Regions from separate parts of the Mus musculus genome. Here region 2 is linked to region 1. A link is a contact called in public HiChIP or PLAC-seq data. All regions are on one chromosome and are shown on one strand. Each heading gives the region's core, a stretch centred on a gene start, on an enhancer-like site or on the middle of the called end of the contact. The rest is flanking DNA. Distances are from core to core; before and after follow the strand shown. Region 1 holds the start of Tnfsf9 (tumor necrosis factor (ligand) superfamily, member 9). Region 2 overlaps Vav1 (vav 1 oncogene).

Region 1 (2,723 bases), core at 221-2,720:
AAGAGCGGAGATGCACATGGACTCCTGGAAGGAGCTGAGTAAAGGGGCCACAAGAGGGGAAGGGGGAGAGGAGAAAAGAAGAGAGAGAAATCAGAGGAGTAAGAGAGGGATGAACAAAACTGGGAGAGAGGTGGGATATGGAGAGTGCAGGAAGAGAGTCATCTCTGAGGGCAAATAATTTGACAACTAAGACTTGACAGGGAGAGACTAGGGCTCGGGCTCAATAGGGTGCCTGAAGCCCAAAGGCATTCATTTATCCCAGCCCATTGGAGGTGTTGGCAGCAGGGCGGCCAGCCTCAGCTACATAATGAATTTGGAGGAAGCCTGGGCTACATGGGAGGGATAGAGGAAGGAAAAGAGAAAAGGAGATCTCCCAGAGTCAGCTGGGGGTGAGAATTCTCAATTCTCTGAAAACCTGGATGGGGTCCCAAGGATGACAGTTGGAGCTGTGACAGCAAGTGAGAAAGGCTGAGTAAGTGAGGGAGAGGGACATGACTAGAAGGTTGAACAGGTCCCCTTGTTCAACCTCCCTGCGGGACCCGCTGGAAATAAATCAGGGGGCACTCACGGTTTTTAGCCAGTAGCTTGGCGAACACAGGAGAGCCCTGGGAAGAAAGAAAAATAAAGGTAGATGGTACCTTACATCCTAAAGAAGCAGATAGGAACTCATACGGCCCAGCACACATTGGGGCGTCCAACTTTGGATGGAGAAGGAGAGCCCTGAAGGCCTAAGTGGGACTGAAGGGAACTGCGGTGCACCCTCGGGAGTTCTCCCCCAGGTTTCATAGGTTCATTCAAGGGGTCAAGACGCAAAGGGATTTCCTCTGAGTGCGAGATGGAGAGGGGGTGCTTCAAGCGGAGTAGCAGGAGCAGAGCGAGGCGGGGCGGGGCGGGGCGGGGCGGGGGTGGGGAGGAAGTGCTGTTCTCTCCCTGTCGGTGCAGCGATGCTTCCAGAAGGTAAGAAAGAGTCCCCTAGGGATGAGATGAGCCTCACCTGTTGTGTAGTGTTGGGGCAGCCAATGTGGGAAACAGGGGTGACCTGGTCTGCATTATTCTCTCGGGTACCCAGGTTGGGCGAGGTGGTGATTGTGAGCGCTGGCCGAGGCTCGGTGCGGGTGAAGATAGGAACACAGGCGGCGATCAGAAGCAGCAAAACCAAAGCGACTAGGCCATAGAGCTTTGGGTGGCGGGAACAGAAGTTCAGTGCAGGCGGCCACGCGGCCTCGCGATCCCGAACATTAACCGCAGGGTAGGCAGCATCCGTGGGGAGCGCGGCATTTGTGGGGCGCACAGTATCTGAGAGGAGCGCAGCGTCCGCGAGGAGCCCGGTATCTCTGAGGAGCGCCGCATCCGAGGGGCACGAAGTACCTGCTGGATGTCTGGCATCCGCGGTATCCTCCACATCAAGTGTGTGCTGGTCCATTACCACGGTCGGTCAGTGCACGTCTCCCGCCAGTGCCCGTGCTTTATAGGCTACCGAGGCGCCTTTTCCGGGGAGGGAAGGGAGGGAGGGCAGCCGCGGGGTTCCCGGGCTCCGCGCTCCGCCCCTCGACTCCCGGAACTTTCTCTCCTCCTCCCCCCTTCCCCTCCCCCTTCTCGCCCCTTTCCCCTTCCCTGTCCAGGCCCTGTGCCCGCCCGTCCTTCTTCCCTTTTTGTGTGTGTGTGTGTGTGTGTGTGTGTGTGTGTGTGTGTGTGTGTGTTTGATTTGGTTTAACACTGACACATTAAAGAGCTTTTTATATGATGGGAACCATGTGATATCGGAATCCATTCCCTCCCTGGCCTCTCCTGAATCCACAGCTCTGTCTCCCTTCTTTTTCTGTGTTCCCCACTGGTAGGTTATTTCTCCGCTGCTGATTTTCATTCCTGTTTTTCTGTCTCTCAAACTTCTGTCTCTCTCCTGATCTCTCCTGCTCCCTTTTTCTTCCAACCCCTAGCTCCCCATCCCTGGGACGCCCTAAATGCAGGGGGTTTTGTTGTTGTTTTGTTTTGTTTTGTTTTGTTTTTTGTTGTTGTTGTTTTGTCGAGGACTCTAGGGACATCCAAAACTGCCCACCCATCCCCAGCGGAATCAAAGAGACCTGCTAGGCACCCACTCACTCAGCCTCTTCCTCCCCAGGACCCCATCTCTACCCTGGGCCTTTCCTGGTGTGTCCCCACCCACTTTCTTGGGGCTTCCTGTTAGTAGTCTCTTAGGACTCCAGAAACAGAAGGCTGGAGAGTCCAGATAGAGAAATTCCCCCAGGCAGCGGACACATTTCCAATTTCCCATTCTTTCACTGTTCTTGCCTGAGGTAGAGGCAAAAGGGGGGGGCGCAGAGAAGACCCCCCAAAAGAGGAACTGAGAGATGACTGGCTCTGGGCAAACCTTGGAGACAGACTCCTCAATGTTCTGATCTGGTTAGATCTGCTGAGATGGCTCAGCCAGTAATAGTATAATCACAAGCCTGGTGGCCTGAGTTCAGTCCTCAGGACCTACATGGTGGGAAGAAAGAACTGACACCCAGAAATTTGTCCTGAAAGTGCCCTTTGACCACGACATGCATACCATCAGTAAACATAATTAAAAAAAAAAAAAGTACTGATATAACCAGACCATTTATCTCAGCAGGAAACAACAAGCTATAAAATGGGGAGTTGTTTGTTTCTACATAGGGTCTGGTCTTCGCCTTGCAGCCCTCCAACTCACTAGACAGCCTAGGATGACTCTGAACTTCTGACCC
Region 2 (2,758 bases), core at 28-2,527, 190 kb before region 1:
CAACAACAACAACACAAAAAAGACAAGGGAGTAGAGCGGCCATGATCAAAATACATATGTACACAGACCAAACTGCCAAAAAAAAAATATGCTCTAATTTCTAAGTTATTGAAGGAGGTCTGAGAGGCAACTCAATTGCTAAAGCAAGGCCCTGGGTTCAATGCTTAAACCCACGAGAATGTTCAGGGGTGCTGGCACTGTCCATCTCACAGAGGAGTCAAGTTTGGTTTCCATCCCATATCACACACACTTGTGAGTCCAACTCAGGAGGATCCAATGCCCTCTTCTGGCCTCCTCAGGCATCTGCACCCATACACACACACACACACACACACACAATATAATAGTAATAATAAACATGCACAAATGCATACAAATACACACACGCACAAGTGAAAGACGAAATGGCTAAACAAAGGACTTCTATCTGACAGGTGGGAAAACTGAGGCTTGTCACAGGGCTGTCACCTGCCAGAGTCACACATGTAAAAGCAGGAGTGTGGAGAAACACACAGAACCCAGCCCCACTCCTGCTCTACCCTAGCTCCTGAACCACATTGAGCCACCACAGCCCCCTCGCCCAGGCCTCACGGGGACATAACAGGGACCAGCATATCACAGAAATTATATACACCATTATATACAGCACTCAGAAGTCCTGTGGGCCATAGACAGGCAGACAGGGCTGGCAGACCAACACCAGAGGTGATGTCTGGCCTTAGGTCTGTGTGGCCTAAGGAAGGAAATCCCCCTCCTAACCTCAGAGAATCAGCTGAGCTTTGAGACTGCCTTCCCTCAAGTCACATGACTCTTCCAAAAGGAGTATGATTCATAACCCCTTCCACCGCTTCAGAGTAGCTAGTTAGAGAGCTGGGCTCCTTCAGAAAGCACGGTGACTGTGGTTAGACCACCAGAAGAACTTCCTGGCACCGTAAGGCATGTGAAAAGATGATGAAGGACAGGAAGCCACTCACTGTAGGAGGCACGTGGAAGGAGAATTCTTCCTTGTTTTATAGGGACAACCCCTCTGCTTCCCTTATCCTCCGGGACGAAAGAAGACCATGGCGCTAGACAAGCAAGAAGGCTTTAGGCAAATCAGGAGCCAGGCACTGTGATCAAGCCGGAAGTTGGCTTTTGGTGCCTCTGCCCAAAATAGAGAGAATTCTGTTCAAGGAAGTAGCAGTAAGGACAGTGGCCTCTCTTGGGGGCTGGGAGAAAGCGGCCCAGACTCAACACAAATTCTGCCTTCTGCGCTTTCCACACCCACAACCCAAACCCAGGAGATGGCCGGAAACAGGAAATGCCTGTTACCAGGCCTGGCTGGGGAAGATAGACAAGGGGTAGAGGCATGGCTCTCTGCCTTCCTTCAGCCCTGTAATCTTTCAGACTCCAGCTAGCTCCCTGAGGCTTCCCAGAGCGGGTGGTCACGCTGCTCATCCTGTCCAGAGCTTTGAATTGAGGAGCTGATGACCCAACTCTTCAGCATGAGTCTAAAGCATTCTGGGAATCAGACTTCCTCTTCTTTCCCTGTCACCTCACACCCCAGTACGCCTTCCACAACTAGGTGTCTGGTGACTCCCAGCTGAAACTGGTAAGCAGGGGGACCTTGGACAGGTCATCCTGCCTTGGGTTCTCCAACCAAAAATCAGAAATGAAATCCCAGTGTGGTGGAATATACCTGTAATCTCCGCGCTCAGGAAGAGGAGGCAGAGCAAAGGATGGCTAAACTCTGAGGTAAGCATGGACTACAGAGTGAGTTCCAGGTTGTCCAGGGAACCACAGTGAGACCCTGTGTCAAAAACAGGGGTGGGAAACAGGGGTGAGGGGAGAAGATAGTGGAAGGGAGAGAAGGCAGAGGGAGGGGGAAAGAGGGTGCTGTGTAGCAATTTCCCTTAAGACGAAACCTTCCACCTTGGAAGGAAGCTCATTAAGACATAGGATGTGCTAAGTGGAGGTGAAGCATTCTAGCCTACAGAAAAGCCCGTGAAGCTCAGGAAACAACAGGAGATATGCAGGAAGTTCCTGAAACAGACCAGATTCTCTAGGCACTGCCCTCCCCAAGCACAAGCTGTAAGGACTACTGGTGACCGCTCTCAAGACAAGCTGAACTGCCCAGAAGAGGTTCAGACAGGACAAGGCACCTAGAAGAGACAACTGTCCACCTTTCAGAGCTGCCTGAAGGCAGCTTTCCTGAGTCGCCCACCATCCATGCCAGGCTTTGGTGATACAGCTGTATTTGAGCCATTTCTGTTCCTGTTAAGTGAGCCCTGACCCACATTCCTATCTGTAACACAGTGACACTCAGTGCTTCATCAAGTTGGACTTTGGCGGGATCCTTGCTTTTCCTGGCTGTTGGCCCTGTCTGAGACGAGTAGACACGTGTTCACATCTCCCCCAGGAGACAAAATGTTATTCATACGATAAAAGATGAGGGAATAGGAAGGGAAGGAGAGGGACAAATGTGGAGGGGTTGGAAGAAGAACAGAGAAAGAGGAGAAAAGGAAAGAAGGAGAGAGGGAGAGAAGGCGAAAGCCAGAAGAACAGAGAGAAGGAGAATCAACCTCTCCACTTTAGAACTGAGCACTAACACAAAGCCTGACCAAAAACCCAGACATTAGTTGACTCCAAAAGCATATATTAAGCATTTACTGTTTACCCAGCCCTGAGACCCAGTAGTGGGTGAGGAAAACATGACCCTGATGCCCCAGTGCTTATAACCTGGAGAGGTGGGGTAGATAAACAGGAGGGGCTTCCAGCA

The links. HiChIP or PLAC-seq counts read pairs in DNA pulled down with a chosen protein or histone mark.
Region 2: a contact with region 1 is called in an H3K27ac HiChIP or PLAC-seq map of microglia, with 5 times the contacts expected there. The contact joins the enhancer-like site here to the promoter of Tnfsf9 in region 1. A contact is called at or near these places in 7 of 39 promoter capture datasets (3T3-L1-derived adipocytes, the C10 cell line, the HPC-7 cell line and 3 more), 7 of 484 Hi-C or Micro-C datasets (CD8 T cells, embryonic fibroblasts, embryonic stem cells and 4 more), 7 of 115 datasets of contacts at active chromatin or transcription factors (the HPC-7 cell line, bone marrow-derived macrophages, effector CD8 T cells and 4 more) and 3 of 9 other capture datasets (adipose tissue, liver and pancreatic islet).

Annotation. Positions count from the first base shown.
Region 1 is chr17:57,104,132-57,106,854 of GRCm38.p6, reverse strand. It overlaps Tnfsf9 (tumor necrosis factor (ligand) superfamily, member 9), which reads right to left and starts at 1,470. Exons shown (of 3, transcript NM_009404.3): 1 at 995-1,470; 2 at 569-605. The coding sequence starts at 1,423. It overlaps Gm11110 (predicted gene 11110), which reads left to right and starts at 913. Exons shown (of 4, transcript NR_033508.1): 1 at 913-957.
Region 2 is chr17:57,289,005-57,291,762 of GRCm38.p6, reverse strand. All of the region lies in intron 1 of Vav1 (vav 1 oncogene), which reads right to left. Among named protein-coding and RNA genes, the nearest start is that of Vav1, 11 kb to the right of the region's middle. Within about 2 kb of position 1,277, at least 133 of the 459 cell types and tissues checked have an H3K27ac peak or open chromatin away from gene starts, as enhancers often do. A contact at or near this core is called in CD8 T cells, the HPC-7 cell line, adipose tissue and 5 more, where this site is marked.